Linked DNA regions of Arachis hypogaea: region 2 is linked to region 1. A link is a contact called in public Hi-C data. All regions are on one chromosome and are shown on one strand. Each heading gives the region's core, a stretch centred on a gene start, on an enhancer-like site or on the middle of the called end of the contact. The rest is flanking DNA. Distances are from core to core; before and after follow the strand shown.

What was found. A called contact is a pair of places that touch in the nucleus more often than the background predicts.
Region 2: a contact with region 1 is called in a Hi-C map of an unstated tissue, with 7 times the contacts expected there. The contact joins the enhancer-like site here to the promoter of LOC112736564 in region 1. A contact is called at or near these places in 5 of 8 Hi-C or Micro-C datasets (leaf and an unstated tissue).

Annotation. Positions count from the first base shown.
Region 1 is chr13:3,953,412-3,958,274 of arahy.Tifrunner.gnm2.J5K5, forward strand. It overlaps LOC112736564 (V-type proton ATPase subunit a1), which reads right to left and starts at 2,294. Exons shown (of 18, transcript XM_025786070.3): 1 at 1,878-2,294; 2 at 1,193-1,237; 3 at 598-717; 4 at 279-386. The coding sequence starts at 2,009.
Region 2 is chr13:3,997,072-4,001,934 of arahy.Tifrunner.gnm2.J5K5, forward strand. No RefSeq gene overlaps it. Among protein-coding and RNA genes, the nearest start is that of LOC112736566, 12 kb to the right of the region's middle. Within about 2 kb of position 2,685, at least 1 of the 3 cell types and tissues checked has open chromatin away from gene starts, as enhancers often do.

The DNA.
Region 1 (4,863 bases), core at 1,044-3,543:
ATAAAATTATATCACGGATACAGGGAAAAAAGTATATAGTAAGTATTTTATATCAAAGCAAATGGATTAACATAAAATCAGAAACAATATTAGAATAAGTACAGCATTCTAGTATTTAATGCGAAGTTGTGATCAGAAAAAGCACTATTTGCTAACTAAATTCGAGCGGAAAATATTATTATAATGAAGATAAGAGGAAGCAGATGATCAACTCTAGCACTTTCAAAGAAACATGAGGTTATGAGAATATGTTCAATACTAATCACAAAACGAAATACCTTTTGCAATACAACTTTGAACTCCAAGAGTTCCATATATGATTGCTGAAGTTTCTCACTGTTAGAATTCATTTCAGTTAGCACATGTTCATGCTCAGCAAGTTGTATCTGTTTTCAGAGGAATCCAAGAGACTAAAAACGTCAGCTTCGAGTGTAAAGTTTCCACATAAAATAGGAAAATGCAGATAACTGACTTAAATTACATCATGTCATTTCTAATTTCTTGTCCTGCATCCTGAACCTATTAACTTGAATGCAAGCCCTAGGGCACTCACTGACCATATCTGTTGGGGAAAAAGCAGTAAAATAAGAGAAGGACCTCTAAATCCTCCAAGTGAATATCTGGCTGCATTACTGGATCAGAAGATACTACACCAGCTTTACTGATTTGATCCTTGAAGAATCGTAGCTTTCTTGAAATTTCTGCACATCGCTTCACCTGTTAAATACAAATGGGACTTAATATTGATAAATAAATAAATATCGACAAGTATAAGCATAACCCTGACTTTTGAAGATTGCTGATATCATATCCAATCCAAAAATAAACTATAAGCGATAACTTTAATATTTTTTCTATACACCAAGTTCGGTTTACGTAAATTCTAGAAACTTGAGGGAAAACATCTTTTAAAAAACTATTCCAAAGTTAGAACAAGTTTTAAAATCAAATCTTGAGGATTTGGATAACAATAGTCTGATTGACATGAAACGATTAATGCTATTTGTCATATTCTTCCAACTAAGTGTATTTAGCAGGAAGTCCAAAAGGAAAACCTTTAAATTCCAACTTCACCTCAAATATTGACAAACAAAAATAATACATTTTAAACTTCAATGCAGAAAAAAGACAACAAATATCGGGGTATAGAAAAACCAACAGGATTCCGGCTAATGAGAGCAGGGAAGATTACCTGGTTAACAAACGTTCTCTGAAAGGGACTTTTCTCAGCATTTAACTGTAGATGAAGAAAGTATGTTCATAAGAGCACAATTATTTTAGATCTTAGAAGAATTTTACAGCAGCAACGTCCAAACCAGGAATTCTGGGAAGGCCAAAAGCACTTCTAGAAGCCCATATATACATCAATGATTCATCAGAAAGTAGTAACTACTTAGGAGAGACCTCCTATAATTATAAACATTCTAAAGAAGTTATGAACGACGAATAATATAACAACAACAATGAATTGTGAACTGAACTACACAATTGTTGACCAGCTCTTCAATAGTAAATAGATTCATCATGCAAAGAAATTTCACATAAACACTCAGAACGTTCGATCACAGTTTTCACTAACTGTGCATGTGACAAACAACAAGAGAAACACCATTTGCCATTACCAGATTCATTTCAACTGTGAAATTCAACAACATAGCAATCTTCAACCGTTCCTTGAGAGATACGTAAACAGTTTTTCGGTTTTCATACTGAACTCGAACAAAACGACGAACGAACTCCAAAAACAAACACGAAGAAATCATTCTTCCAAAAGTAAAGATAAAAAACGAGCGAAAAAAATCAAAATGACGGAAAATTTGTGTAAGTAAAAGAAAAGAACACGAAGCTGATCTATGAAAGAGTATTATGGAACGTACGTCTCGGAATTGGAGGAGGCCGAGTTCGCCGAGATAGGAGACGGCTCGGTGAGCGGACTCGGCGGGAATGATGAGTTGGACGAGCGTCATCTTCTCGGAGCGCATCAGATCCATCGGCGGGAGCCGTTCCATTTTCCCGGGAAACAAGCAGGGAGCGGAACTTCGCGTTTAGATCTGAGAAAAGAAAATGAAAAACTTCTCTTTGTTTATTTTTATTTTTATTTTTTACGTGCGAAGAGTGAGAGGTTTGGAGTGCGTGTTTTTCCCTTTTTTTTTCTTTTCTTTTTTTAAGTTGGAGGCATAGGCATCGGAGTTGATGAAGATAGTGCTTGCAGTTTTGCAACTGTCATTGCAATACACACACGAACACGATGGAACGTGATTGAACGAACTTGGCGAAAAATAAAGAAATTCAGTGTTTAGTGTGGGAGAAATTACAAACAGAAAACATGGTTACTCTCTATTTCAAGTTGAGACTTGAGTCCATCAACTTGGATGGAAATGGTTACTCTCTGTTTGTAACTTTGTATGTGTTTGGTGTTTTTCAATCCACTTAAAAAGAATGTATATATGTTAATTTTAGGATTAATTTTTGTGTCATGTGACTATGAGAAAATAATTCTTCCCAATTTTTTTAATAATTCAAAGAATAAAGTGTAATTTTTTATTATTAATTTTATAATCAAAAAAAATATTAAAAAATATTAAAAAATTAAAAAATTATACTTTATTTTTTTAATTATTAAAAAAAATTGAGAGAATTTATTTTTTTTAACTATAAACCTTAGATAATCTTAGGTGAGCGGGATAAAAGGACTACATTATATTACATTTTCTTCTCAAGTTGCTTTCTATTGTCGTGTGAAGTGGAATTAATTTTAAATTTAGGCTAGCATTTGCTAAAGTTTGACATTAAAAGTTATATACAAAGTCTCACTAAAAGTGTAATAAATCATATTTAATTTATCATTCATAGAATGATCCATTAAGATGGATTTAAAAGGAAGATTGAGACTGAAAGATAAAGATTAAAAAATAATATTAAAAAATAAAGATTTGATTAAATTTTTATATTATATTTTATTTAAGATATAATACTTTATTTAGTTTTAAATAAATATAAACAGAAATCCTAATTTATTTTAAAGAGGAATAAAATTGAAATTTAAAAAGTTAAAAGAGAATATATTTTAAAAAACATTATTAAATTTTAATACTATGTGTATTCACTTTTTTAAAAGTATCGAAGAAATTAAAATATTATTTCCTAAAATATAAATTTTAATTTCAGTCTCTATTTATCAAATATAATGTTAAGTCGAAATCCTCTAATCTCAGTTACAATTTTAATATCTACAAACAAACACAACCTTACAAGAATATAAGAGAAATTTGAACTTTAAAGTATAACTTTTTCTTTTTTTAATTCCATTTATCGTATATAATATTTAATTGAAAAAGTATAGTGAAACAATGAGTTTAGTGAACAATATGAATAATAGAGTTAAAAAAGAAATTAAAATCAGATGATAATTAATTAAAATAATTTCTAATAATTTTGAATTTTAAAATTTTAAAAAATAAGTATTTGCAAATGATCCAGTTACGTATATGGTAACCTCCCTTTTCCGCGTGTGATTTCTGCCTTGCAGTGCCTTCCTCTCGCGCATTCTCTTCGACTCTCTCCGCTCTGACGCCACAAAGAACACCACCCGCCGCCGCCCAGAACACCAGCCGACACTGCCCAACTGTCCACGAATGTCCGACGAAGACACCTCCTTCGCACACATTTCGTCTGTCGTGCAGCCCACCAACACGCCATTATGTATGCAGATGGTCGTTTTAGTGAGTAATTGGATGGTTATTTTTTATCACAGACGTTGGATGTTCATTTCTATACTTAGCCGGATTGTTATTGTTACTATCAAAGGCGGAGCTAGATGAAATATTAGAGGGAGGGGGCAAAAATATTTACACAATAAAATAAGATCAAAATAAAAACATAAGGGAATTAAACAGAAATTTATATATAATTTAAATTTAAAAAATTAAAGTTAGGGGGCTATTGTCCCCCTTTCCCACTATGTGGCTCCGCCACTGGTTACTGTTTACGTAGATGGTTGTTTTTTGGGGCTTAATGGGTTCTGTTAAAACAGCAATGGAAGAACAAGCCTTGCTGCGATTTGGTATCCATCCGGTAGCATGTCGACGACGGCTGGGGGTGGGTGCCGTAGCAGCAACGAGGGAGACCTATTCAGCGGTCACGAGTTCAACAATCTGGGACGCTAGGGCAACGGTGGCAGAACGCAACCTCCAGACTGGGTACCGGCGTGGGAGACAGCAGCGAGCTAGGCACCAGGGACGCGTGATGGGAACGACGAAGGCCATCCTCGACGCGGGCGGCCGACGGATGACACAGAGACTCGCGACGGAAAGGTGGCATCCGTCCGAGCTGTTGGTTGCCGGCGACGGATACAAACACACGCGAGAGAGGGGGTGGGCTGGGGTTGAAGTTGATGGACGGTGATAGTGTCTCTTACGCCACTGAGGTAGGATGGTTAGTGAAGAACGTTAGGGGTGACTGCTGGCTGGGGAGGAAGAAGGATTTGAGGGTGAAAACTCTTTGTAATTAGGGTTTGGATGGTTGTTTTTGTGAAATAACTGAATGAGGGTTTTTAGATTTAGGGGAATTTACGGAGTGGTTTTCATTTTTTATCCCTATTGGGCTAAATAACCAACCTATTGTTCACATTATCAAGATTCTTCATTGTCTCCCTAGCGGAGTTGTATTAATTTTAAAAAAATAGTATTAGTCCTTTTAACTAATTTTATATTTATTGCTATTACATACATTTAATAAATAAAATATAATTTAATAAATATATTAATTTATTCATACAATTCTTTCAAAAATATCTTTATCATATATAATTTATAAAAAAAATTATTTTATCAACTCTAAAAGTTGATCCTATAATCTTTTTAG
Region 2 (4,863 bases), core at 1,435-3,934, 44 kb after region 1:
GAGAAGTTCTTCAATATTCCATTACCTACTGTCTACTGAACCCCCAAAAAAAAAAAAAAAAAAATTTACATTACCTAAAAACGGGGGAGAAAGTAAAAACTCGTAAAAAATTAGTTAGTAATCAATAATCATATACAAAGTGTGCAATCTTGAGGAGGAAAAAAATTTGCTACCTTATAATAATGATATAAATCTAATTTTAATACAAAAAATTAAATATATATTTAATTACGCATCATCATATTAAGTAAAATAACTATTTTAATTAATTATGTCAAATATTTTATCTTATTAAAATTAAACTCTAAAAATATTACGTTAATTATAATATGCAATTTAATATATTGTCTACTAATGGTCTGTTTGGTTGATGTTCATGTCCATCAAGAAATATGAATATGGTAACACATATATATTGTTTGTTTAATAAGACATAAAATTATCATAAACACGATAACACACAAATGGATATAAAATATATGTTTTTTGTATTTTATCTTTAACCTGTGACACAGATTTGAGACTAACACACAATTTTTTATTTTCACTTTTATCTCTGTTATTTTTTTTATTTTCATTTATACCCTTCTCCTTTTAACTCTAATCCACTTCTTTTTCTCTTCTTTCTCACCTTCTTTCTCATTGCCTCCTTTCTTCCTCTATACCTCCCACCCCAACCACCACCTCACCTTCTCTGTCTCTCTTCACTGCCTCCATTCCTTTGTCTTTTCTTGCCGCCTCTTCTCCTCCTCCTCCTCCTCTCCACTGCCTCAACTCTTCTCTCCCTCTCTGACTCCCTCATCTTTGAGCCTCCTTCTACTTAGATTCGTCGCCGCTTTTGTCGTGCCTCCCTTTCTCTCTCTCAATTTGCCTCATAGATCTATCTTGGTCTCTTCGACTCTTTCAATTTCGCCTCCGCTTCTCTTCTACAATTCCTCCACCTTTCTTCCTCGTTGTCAGATTCATTTAGTTCTTTGTTTTTTTTAATTCATATATTATTTATTATTTTTTATTTAAATGTTGATTGAAAATTGTGTTTATATATTAAATTAGATTAGATCTGAATTTTTTATTTATTCTGTGTTTGTTATTATTAATAGTTATAATTTGTATTGAAATTGTGGTAGAGAGGTGGTTATGGTAGTTTTAATGGTAGTAATTTGAACTGAAATAATAATAAAGAGGTGGTATTGATGGTTTGTGGCATGGATAATATTATCATTTTGTTAGAATGATAAATTACATATAGTGTTATGTCCTTGAGTACCAAAAAGTTCTCAAATTGTATGTGTTATTGTGTTTATATCATTTTGTGTATTTGTGTTTGCGTCTTATTTATCTCCGTCCACTATCCAAACGAAGCCTAAATGTTCTTATTCATATATTTGTTTTGTTAATTAAAATAATCTAAACACACAATTAATTAATTAATAACAATTCTATATATTAACGAGTTATAGCTCAAATGGCATAATCTCTCCATACTCAATTAAGAGGTTGTGAATTCAAATCTCCTTGATAAAAAATAATGATCCTATATTTATACGAAAGTCAGTAATGTTTGATATAAGAATAGCATTATTGAATACTCTCTCGTGTTATTATAAAATGTATTTCTTTGTTACTTTATGTTTATACGTTAACAATTTATGAAATCAAATATAAAAATTTAACCGTCAAAATAGTTCAAAATACCATATTCTTATAATGGCTAAAAATAAGTTTTTAATCTTTATAAAATACTTAAGTTTTTTTAATTTGATCATTAACAAATTTTCTACCATTTGTTTGTTTCATTGAGAGTTGAGATGATAAATTAGATGAGTTTAATTTCAATGTACTGATAGTGTAAAATATTTTACACAGTCATACAATTACATATGTTTTTTTAGATGACCATTCACGCAGTCAATATAAAAGACTAAAAAGTAATTATTTTTACTGATATGATGTTACATAATTGAATGTATGTATAAAACTATTAGATGTCGATAATACATTTTATTATATCACTAGTCAAGTATTCAAGTCAATCTTTAATAAAATAAACTAATGAATATAAATAAAACATAATTTTTAAAAAATTTCTGGAATATAACGGGAAAAAATAGATATTATAAAGAGATAAAAAATTTATGGTGTATCCAATACGAATAAAATTATTTTTTAAAGTTTTATACCGAAATGCTAACGAATTATAACTCAGATGACATAATTTTTCTATTCTCACCTAAAAATCTTAAATTCGAGTCTCAAGTTCCATTTCGAAATCCAGGACATCCTTAACCAAATTTTTATAGGAAAAGTCTAGGGGGCTAGCAACTTTTGTGTTTTCTGGCCAGCACTTAACCATCAAAAGAAAAGTGAGTAATTTTTCATCATTAGATGTAATCTCACACTATTAAAAATACCATTAATAACCAATTAATGGTTACAAAATACCAAAATTACTGCCCCTAACATTTCTCATCTTCATATGCCAATTTTGCCGCAACCTCCCATAACTCCACCTAGTCCTAGTCCTAGTCCTAGTCCTCGTTCTGATTTTCTACCTTATCATACTCATTTGATGGGTTACTTTCTTAATGTCTACATGAACCTTCCATGATCACACCTTAGTGACTGTTGTTGCAACTTGCACATTATTTTAATTCCACATTAGGGGGGAGATTTTCTACAAGCTGGAAAATTGTACTAATAAATATGATGTTGTATAATTCTTCATTTTTCTATGAGATGCATATATATTTTGCAACGTTGCTATCCATAACTCGTCTTGATGTTTGGCTCTTTTGCTCTATTTTTCCAAAGTACTCTATTTTTTCAAATGTTCTAATAAACTTTGACAAGAAACAATTTTTCGAGAAAACATTTTAAGATCTTTCCATTTATTTTCTTGATTATATTTGGATTTTTAACAAAACTTTGATGATTCTTTAGAAAAAAAAATAATTGAAAAGAAAAAGACAATAATAAGAACTTCGTGATTCAAAAATTTCATTATTATTGAATTAAAACAATAATATTTTAAGCCATATTTATCTCATCCCTCACTTGTATAAAGGCAGGCCTGCTTGTCACAATTGGCACTTACATCATAAGGCAGGCCTGTTTTTAGTGCTTAATTTATATCATTGTTCCTAATGTTTTTAAATAAAATAATTTTATTTATCATTATATTTAAACTAATAAGTTTTGTTCCTATTATACCATTTTTTATATCATTATTCTCTCAAGAGTAAATTAGGTTGATAAAAAAAACTCCAAAAAATGCTAACTCACAAATTTAAAAGCGCGACAAAAAAAAAGATATTAATTAAATATATATTTTAAAAAATCTTTTAAAATTAGATTTTGATACAAATTTCTGCGATCGTTATTAAAAAAATAAAAATTTTCATCCTTAAAAATTTTTAATTTTATGTTAGGGATTTTTTTAATAATAAAATAAAAAAATTTATTATTTCTCCAAACATGATTTTTGGACTTTAATTCCCTAAATACGATTATTATTATTTTAAATGTAAAAAAAAAAATCGTATTTGGAGAATTAAAGTCCAAAAATCATGTTTGGAGAAATAATAATTTTTTTATTTTAGAGTAAAGTATCGTTTTTATCCCCAATGTTTGGGGTAAATCCTATTTGTGTCCCTAACGTTTAAATCGTCCTATTTGTATCCCTAACGTTTGTAAAAGTGATTCAGTGTTATCCTGCCGTCAATTACACATCATGAGTGCTTTAGTTTGAGTTTTAAAAATCTCTTCTTGAAGTTAGAATACAAATGTTTGGGATAGAATCGATGATTTACTCCGAAAAATAGCTCATCAAATGTTGAAACTAATTCCTACAACATTTACATAATTCACTTTTCTATGGACATAATTGAATCTAAACACAAATAGTGGGTATAATATTAAAATCGAACACATCCAAGTGAGACCTAATTGAGAATGAATACATTCAAGTGAGAATAATTGAAAAATATAATCTGATTTGTTAGTATAATTGATAGTATAGGATAACATTGAATCACTTTTATAAACGTTAAGGATATAAATAGGACGATTTAAACGTTAGGGACACAAATAGGACTTACCCAAAATATTGGGGACAAAAACGATACTTTACTCTTTATTTTATTATAGAAAAAATCCTTTTATGTTAAGTGATTTAAAAAAAAAGATTTTAATTGTAAATGATCATTTTTTTAAAAAAAATTGAAAGATCAAAATTTGTTTCAAAATTTTGTTGTATATTTTTTAAATATTTATTCAAATATTTCCACAAATGTTCGAATCAAATGGATAAATCGTTTATTAAATATAAAAGTTTTTTTTACTCAAAAAAATATAATATTTATTGATTATTTTTATTGCATTTCAAATTTTTAAAAAATTATTTTATCATTAGCGGCTAAATTTTTCGCATACCAAATCAGTGGCTTTTTTTTTATGAGTCTTTACTCCCTTCTCAATTTGGCTTCGCTAGGTACACAATGGAAAATCTGAACAACGTGAATAATGGGCAAGAAATTTGGCAAAAAAAAAAATACTCCACCCAAATTATCCAACCAAAAAACTTCATTCAGTAATTCAAAAATTTAATCATCCTCATACATAGTAAATTGAACATCCAACATATTTTAATTGTATCTAACTACATCCATTCTAATCAAATAACCATCCACATAAGAATTAAAATAACCATCCGCATACCTACTAAATGACCATTCGGCTAAAAATTAAAATAATCATCCACATACCCACTAAAATAACCCAAAGAGGCAACATACCAAATAATAAACGACGACCTCATGCTAGACAGAAACCCCAGGCTGAACCTGGCGTCGTTCTTGACGACAT